Regions from separate parts of the Sus scrofa genome. Here region 1 is linked to region 2. Evidence: chromatin contacts called from public HiChIP or PLAC-seq data. All regions are on one chromosome and are shown on one strand. The core of a region is the stretch at or near the end of the contact, and the rest is flanking DNA. Distances in the headings are between cores, read along the strand shown.

What was found. HiChIP or PLAC-seq counts read pairs in DNA pulled down with a chosen protein or histone mark.
Region 1: a contact with region 2 is called in an H3K27ac HiChIP or PLAC-seq map of alveolar macrophages. The contact joins the enhancer-like site here to the promoter of EPB41L2 in region 2. A contact is called at or near these places in 4 of 47 Hi-C or Micro-C datasets (embryonic fibroblasts, heart right ventricle, mesenteric adipose tissue and 1 more) and 2 of 2 datasets of contacts at active chromatin or transcription factors (alveolar macrophages and skeletal muscle).

The regions. Positions count from the first base shown.
Region 1 is chr1:32,483,450-32,487,403 of Sscrofa11.1, forward strand. All of the region lies in intron 1 of EPB41L2 (band 4.1-like protein 2), which reads left to right. Among named protein-coding and RNA genes, the nearest start is that of EPB41L2, 67 kb to the left of the region's middle. Within about 2 kb of position 1,517, at least 17 of the 83 cell types and tissues checked have an H3K27ac peak or open chromatin away from gene starts, as enhancers often do. A contact at or near this core is called in alveolar macrophages, where this site is marked.
Region 2 is chr1:32,416,066-32,420,126 of Sscrofa11.1, forward strand. EPB41L2 (band 4.1-like protein 2) reads left to right here and starts at 2,145. Exons shown (of 18, transcript XM_021088293.1): 1 at 2,145-2,333.

The sequences.
Region 1 (3,954 bases), core at 267-2,766, 67 kb after region 2:
GAAAGATAAATATACAGTTAGCACAGGACAGATCCTGTTACAGTCAACTCCATGGCAGAAATAAACTTTCTCCCTGTGGGTATTCCTATATAATTAAAGGCTGAGGTGGGATGAAACCCTCCCCAGGGGATTGGTGGATGCTCAGACCAGTCCTTCTCCAGAAGAGAGAAAACACCTCAAGCTCTGTTCTCATGACTCTGGGATCCAATGGGAAAAATGTTTACTTGTGACATGTAGATAAGGCAGCCGAAACAAATTTCCTTATCTTGTTATAACTGTGCTGTTTTATTGGTTTATTCAGCATTTATCGAATTTAGATGTTCTGGTATGTTTAACGTGGAATTATAGGGGATAATGGGAAGAGATAAAAAGGGATTAAGGAGGGGGAATACGAGATACCGAATCATGGCTGAACTCAAACTTACTTGAATTGATCTAGGCAGAATCATTAGATTGAGGCTGATCATGGGAGGAGGAAGTGATTGGGGAGATGATGACAGAGGGGGAAGTGAGGTGTGGCAGATAGTTGATTATTAGGAGTGCTACTTTTCACCCTTTTTGTCTGATATATATGTGTGTACACACACCTTTCTAAAAGTGTAAATGTGTATATATCCTCTTAGTTCGGCTTTCATAGGTACAACCCCTCTCTCCCCCAGGACAGACCATACAGAGTCTTTGTTGACCTCCTGCATCTAGAGGCAGTGTCTTGCCTCATCGAACAAGGCATACCTATAATGGGTGATGTCCATTCTCTGGTTTCCATCCAGCTCTGTTGTCAGTGATCAGCCCCAGTGTTGAGGCCTCCTCCAGGACCGTGCCCTGCCCTGCTTTGTCACATAGCTGGAAATCACACTCTGGAGGTCATCAGTTGTGGGGTTCCTGGGATGGGTGATTCGATGAGTAAGAGCAGAGATTGCTCTGGGCATAGCTTGTCCTTGAAGTGTGGTGCCTTATCAGATCCTACTGCCTGCCCTCAGTTCTGTCCCCTGGGAGGATGGCTTTCATCTGCCATATGCACCTCAGGGCTGCTTCAGAGAAAGGGCTGTGTCACTCTTAGCCCACATCACTCCAACTTTGCCATTCTTGGCATCCTGCTTCCTCTGCCAGTGGATGTTGCTAGAGTGGTAGGGACTCCCCGATGGGCTGGTTTGCTGAGTACCAGACTTCTCTTTCATAGCCTTGGGATTTGTGAGAGTGTATAACCATAAACTCACATGTAACTTGATCAGGCTTCCCCTCACCCTACGTTTTATTCTGAGTGTCCTATGGTTTAAAAATCAGTAACAGAGCTATTGTTAGATTTGGTCATAAACGTTTTTAACCTTATACCTGAAAGCTTGGGTTGGATTTTTTTTTTTTTTTTCCCTCAAGTGTAGACGGGAAGTGGACAGTCTAGACAGAAGAGAGTCAGCATTAATGAGGACACGGAAACACGAAGACTTATTCCGAACTGAGGAGGCTGGTATGGCTGGAGTTCAGGCTGTGTGTAAGAGGGCATGGGAAGCAGAAGACGAGCTGCACATCTGGATTGGAGCCAGTCAGTGCTGAACCCAGGAGGTTACAGAGGAGTTTGGTCTCCATACTCCCTGCAGAGCCACTGGAAGCCTTTCAAAAATTTTTGTTGCTGTTATGGTTTTGAAGGAAGGGGCATAGTTACAAGTATCTGTGTTTCAGAAATACTACCTGCTAAGTTTTATAGAGAATTACCTGATTTCTCTGCGTATCTGTGCTGGTGATTTTTATCCTCAGTTAAAGGAGTCTGCCTAAGGAAGCCTCCTTTTGTGTTTGCTTTATTTATGACTTCTAGGTGACATTTCCAACTGCAGTAGCAATCTCAAATTGCACTCTGTAAAGTGAAATCTAGTACTTTAAATTGCCCTTTTTGGGTGGCATTTATTATATGTTTTTCTTAGTTTATTTTGGGGTGGTATTTATTATAAAGGTGACTAAGATCTAGTAGTTATTTAACTTATAGTAAATCTCATTGTTACCAGTTAAGGTACTTTTTTTTTTTTTTTTTTTTTTATAACGACTGAATAATCATCTGAAGCTTGGTGGTACTGATTGAAGGAGGTATATTTGGTATTTGTGGCTCCTTATTGTGAGACAAATTTGTGCCCAGTCTTACTGTGTGCCAGGCTGATCAAAGATAAATAAGAATGAGCTGCCATAAGTTCACAGTAAGGCAGATTGATACTGAGAATTCAAAAAAGGTCATTTCGGCAGTAGACATACATGTAAAGAAAAAAAACAGTGCAGTGAGCCTGGGTGAAGAGGGGAAAAGATCAGGAGTGACGCCTGTAGTGAGTTTATTTTTTGTTACTAGGATTTTGTTTGTAGCTGTATATTACTTAATGAATATGATCCATCTATTCATTCAACAAATGTCCCTTACTATCTGCCAGATACTTTATTGGGTTGTGGGGGATGTGGGTGTAAGATTGCCTTCTTGGCCTCTAGGAATCTGATTGCTCACATGGAGAGGCAGGCCAGTCAGTAGCAAAAAGAGGCATTCTGGGGACTGGGTATTGCCCCCCAAAACTGTAGAAATACAAAATTTTCCTAATCATTTTGTTTAATAATTAACAGAATCTAATAGAATCTTACCATGTATTAAGTATGAGAGGGGGAAAAATCCTTTCGTAAATTACCTTCTTAATTGCTGTTTGAGAAAATTTGTTGAGTGAATGAGTGTATCTTTTGTGTAAGAGGTTTTTACAAATTGGTATTAATTCAAAAGAATATTTGCATTATTTGCTATTGGCTATCCCTTTATCAAAAGGATACTTTTTTTTCCTCCAGTTGAAATTTCCAGGAAGTATCATTGTCATAGGATTTCTGTCCAAGCACTTTTCTGAAGCCAATGGGTGGGTGTATGTTTAGATCCAAGAGAAACAAATTATAACCATGGATGTGAACTTTTCACAGTCTTCTCAAAATAAAAGCCTGAAAAAATATTTTTTATGCTTCTCTCTTACAAATACTATGTGTTTTTCTAAAGAGGAATAAAACCAAGACAGCGTAGTAATCGTATTAGGCCTTCATATTGTTCCCACCTTCCCTTGTAATTAGCACAACCCCTCCAAATGTTCATTGAGAATTTTTGGCCATAGTGTCAAATCTTAAAATTTGGTAGAAAGAGGTATATATATATATGGTGAAGTTCAAGTAACATTGGACATTGCTGTTTTAAAGAATGCAGGCATTTTGGGAGTCCAGGAACAAAAATATTATTATAGCATTAGATTTATGAAGTTGAGCAAAATGAAATGTGGGTACCCAATAATAAGAGCTTTCTGTTATATGTAAATTAGACATATCAGAGCTTAAATTTACTAAGTATGAATGTAATTGGGAAAAGATGAAGACTGTAAACTATAAAGCCCTTGTAAATGCATTCTTGGTGTAGCACACAGATTTCTTAAGCTACCCCCCCCCCCCATATGACTACCATTGTGTCTTGTGTAGGTATAGAAGAGGACCTAGCCTTGGAGGTGCACATTACTATCCTAGTAGAAAGGGACAGTGGAAATAAGGGTAGGAAAAAGGAGTACCACAAGCTTAGAATTGACGTATTTTTAGGTTCAAAGCCTGCTGGTGTTTCCAAGTCATGGACTTTGAGCCAAGATTGTATAGTTTAGTGACTAAAATTTCCTTGTGTAATTGGGTTGTAAGCACATTTGGACATTTACTTATACCCTAATGTAGTATGTGAACCACCATTATTCATAATATTATGATTTTTTTTTTTTGCTTTTTAGGGCTGCACTTGTGGCATATGGAAGTTCCCAGGCTAGGGGTCAAATCGGAGCTACAGCTGCTGGCCTGCACCATAGCCATAGCAATGCAGGATCCAAACCACATCTGTAACCTAGACCACAGCTCATAGCAATGCCAGGTCCTCAACCCACTGAGTGAGGCCAGGGATCACACCTGCATCTTCATGGATCC
Region 2 (4,061 bases), core at 895-3,394:
AAATTGCTGGATGGCTTTACTTACAGACAGTGCCCAGGATTGAGGCTGTGATGCTAAATTTGGATGTGATGAGTCTTAGGTCTGGTAACTATTCCTGTTTTGTTCTCAATGTCAGTTTTGCTTGTTACTCCAGTCTGTCTAATAGGAAGACCCAGACTTGCTCTTATCAGTCTGATTTCCTAGGGATGAATGTTATGGCCTTGAAAACCACAGCCTGATAGTCCTGCCTGATGCTGCCAGTGTTCCAGCCTGTCTGCATCTCTGAATACAACCTATTCAGGACTATGTCCTGCTGTTTGTCCAATCCTGTCTTCTTGCATGGACTACCACCTGCTGTTTGCTGACATCTGTATGGTACCATGTTCCATCTGTTCTCTTCACTTCCTTATGGCTTCTAGTATTTGATTTTCCTACCTTTAGTTCCTGCTAGGTCTCCACTGAATCTGCTACACTCTGTTGAGGCCAAGTAAGGCTGTGTCCAAAACAGAGTCTAATTCTTTCACATGAAAACATTTAGATATTTGATAGCAGTCTTTCCATCACTTTTTTTTTTGGGGGGTCTTTTTGTCTTTTGAGGGCCCCACCCACGGCATATGGAGGTTTGCAGGCTAGGGGTCCAATCAGAGCTGTAGCTGCTGGCCTACACCACAGCCACACCAGATCTGAGCCGCGTCTTCAACCTATACCACAGGTCATAGCAATGCCTGATCCCTAACCCACTGAGCGAGGCCAGGGATAGAACCCGCAACCACATGGTTCTTAGTTGGATTTGTTTCCACTTCACCATGACGGGAACTCCTCCATCACCTTGACTCATTTATCTCTTTAGGCTAAGTCTTGCTGGCTCCCACATTATTAAGGTCTCTCATCTATGCATATAATTCAGCTTGTCAATGTTCCTCTTAAAAGGTAGTGTACAGAAGTGATACACAGACTGCAGCAGAGGATACAGTAGGGATATAATTTCCTTTTTTTTTTTTTTTTTTCTCTTTTCATTTTTTGGCCACCCTTCAGCATATGGAGCTCCCTGGCCAGGGGTCGATTCCAGCCACAGTTGTGACCTAAGCCACAGTGCTGTAATGCCGGATTTTTAACCCACTGTGCCAGGCTGGGGATTGAATCCGCATCCCAGCACTCCCAAGATGCTGCCAATCCTGTTGTGCCACAGCGGGAGCTCCTACACTTTCCTTTGATAAGAGAATTATGTTTTATAAATTATGTTATTTATCTTAATGTCAATTAACATTAATGTTATTACACTGCACTAACATTTTAAAGGGGTTTCATCAGAGTTAGATCAAGGTTCTAGGGGCTTTAAATCTTATGTAACTTTAGGGGTTCCTTAAAAAATTACAAGTATAGAGTTAATTTCAAGGCCTGTAAAAATGAAGGATCTTCATTTCATTGTAAATCTGCCTGAAAGTTCATAATAGTTCATAATAGCATTGTCCCCTAATATTCCAGGTCTTCTTTATCAGAACTGCTTTCTAGTCAGCCTTCCTCTCTGTCGTAGTTAGTGCAACTTACTAAGTTTTCCTTTGGTACTTAGCAGAGGGAGCATTAATTAAGTTAACTCATATGAGGGACTGAGAATAATGCTTGGCACATAAAGCACACAATAAATGTCAGATTTTATTATTTTTATTACACACTGGCAGGACCTTAGTCAATAACTTATCTCCTGGACTCTTTCTCTTTGATGTAATGAAAAGGTTAGAAAAGGTTCTGTTTAGGAAAGAAACGAGGACTTTGGCGAAGGTGCAGTCCCTAAAGACCTCAGTAGAGGTGGGAGAAGGCAAAGGACCAGAGCTGCCCTTGTGGCCGATGCTGGAGGCAATGACCTGGACAACCCATCTGACATGCCGATGTTCAGCAAAGAAGAAATAAGTAGCATCTGGAAGAAAATGGTCTCCAAGAACGGGGAAGTAGCCTTTTTGTGTGTGCATGTCTTTCCACAATTGGCCTCAAGCTAGGTTTCCAGCCTCTTCTTCAGCCACATCCTGCTCTGTAATCCAGGCTTCCAGGCCTCTGCCTGAAGTTCCTACCCACTCTTTGGGTTCAGCGTAAAAGCCCCTCCTCCAGGGGGCTTCCCCATTCCCTCCCGGCCCTCCCACAGGAAGAATAAACGGTTCCCAGTTCACTGCCCTCTCTGCGAAAGCACTTTTTCCACTCCAGACTGAGGAGCACCTAGTTTTCCTGATTTCTGTATCACCGGGGCCTAGCCTGGGGTCTGCCACCGAATAGGTGCTTAATAAAGATTTAGCCAATGAGTTCATTTTGAAGAACTAACTTTTGAAAGTTGATAAAAGAGGATTTAGGATCGGGATTCGCGGGTAAGAACGCCTTGCACACAGGCATGAGCAGTCACTATTCAGGGCAGCTCTGAGGGCGAGACACGTCTTACCAGCCCCGGGAGCCCGGCCACTACGCGCGGCGAATCCCTCGGGAAGGGTCGCTCGAGGGGGCGCGGGGGCGTGGCCTGGGCGCAGGGGGCGTGTCGCGGCCCGCGGGGGTTTCCGCACCGGGGGCGCGTCTCGCGGGGGCGCGGGAGGGGCTTCCGCCGCGAGGGGGCGGGGCTGGAGAGCCGAGTCCTCTGACGGCCCCAGCCGGGGAATTTCAATTTGAAACCCAGCGGAGGGAGGAGGCGGGCGCGGCGGGCTGGCGGCTGGGGCCGAAACGGGACGCATCTCCGCGGCAAGCGAGCTCCTGAGTGCGGCGCCCGGGTAAGGAGGCGTGCGGAGCTGGGGGATGGCGGGGCCGGGGCGGAGGAGTCCGAGCCGAGCGTCTAGTTGCTGCGGAGCTGCCGGGCGACGCGGATTTTTCCTCTGGCTGCATCTGGGAAGCTGATCCCAGGCAGGAAACTGTGGCGGGACGGCCCCGCCGGGAGGGGGAGGGCGGCCGGCTTTGGGGTTTTCTGCGACTCCTTCTCTCTCCTCTTCTCCAATCCCACCTCAGGGACCGGGTCCTGTTGCTCCAGGCCGGATCCCCGCTTCCCGGCTCCACTGCGGTCCCCCACCTCCCCCTTCTCGGGAGTCGGGTGAGGTAGGAGTAAGGCGAAGACTGCGCCGACCACGCCGGGGTGCGGTGGGCTCGGGGGTCACGCGTCCCGGGCTGCTGGAGGGGTCTGGCTCCATCCCAGGCGCGGGCCGCGGCGCGCGAGCCTCTCCCGGCTCGGAGCGGCCGCCCGCCTTCGACCGCTTGGTGATGAGCGCCGGGGCTCTGGCGGCGGCGGCGGCGGCGGCTTCCCTCAGGAGGATGATTTTGGAAGGGGAAACGCGGGCGAGGACGCCGCGCGTCCCTGGGCCGTCCGCGTGCGTGGGCGCTGCGGGGAGCCTGGCGAGGGCGGCGCGTCTCCCGCACTCGTGGCGCGAGTTCCCCGCCGGCGCTCGTTAGGTCCCGCAATTCGCAGGCGACCCGGCGAATGCGGAGAGGGACGCATGTTTTGCTCTCTGCTCTTTGCAGTGCTGGCACCCAGGCCATCGCACCACCGATGGCTTATTTTTCTCCTCCAGATGTGAGTCCGGAGGGTTGGGGCATTTTTAGATGAGCTGCCCGCGGAAGGAGCAGGAGGAGAGCAGAACGGAGCGAGCGGGATTGGAATTGGCATCTAAATCCCCCGCCGGAGACGATGCCCCCAGTTAGCCCTGATGTCTGCGGGGGAACGTCTGTCAATATGCTACCCAAGATCGCTCATCTCCCTTGGGGTCAGGGTTTTTTGGTGAGGTTAGAAGAGCTGTCGCCTAGAATCTCTTAGTTTGGGGAGGGGTATCTGACCTAGGACGCCTTAAATTGCATTTCCCAGCATCACCACCGCTGCCCGTTTTTAAGATCCCTGGTGAGGTGTGAGCGACGGTAGAAACTAGTAGAGCTGTGGTTATATTTTCTCTTTTCTGAATCACATCTTTTCCTCAGTTTTTTGAACATCCTGAATCTTTAATGGCATGTGTATGTCAAGCGTCCTGTTCTTCTTACTGTTATTTAAGCTTTTTTTTTTTTTTTTGTGAATCTTTACCAGTTTTCCCTTTATTCCTCTATCTTCCTCGGTTCCTTCATTTTCCCCT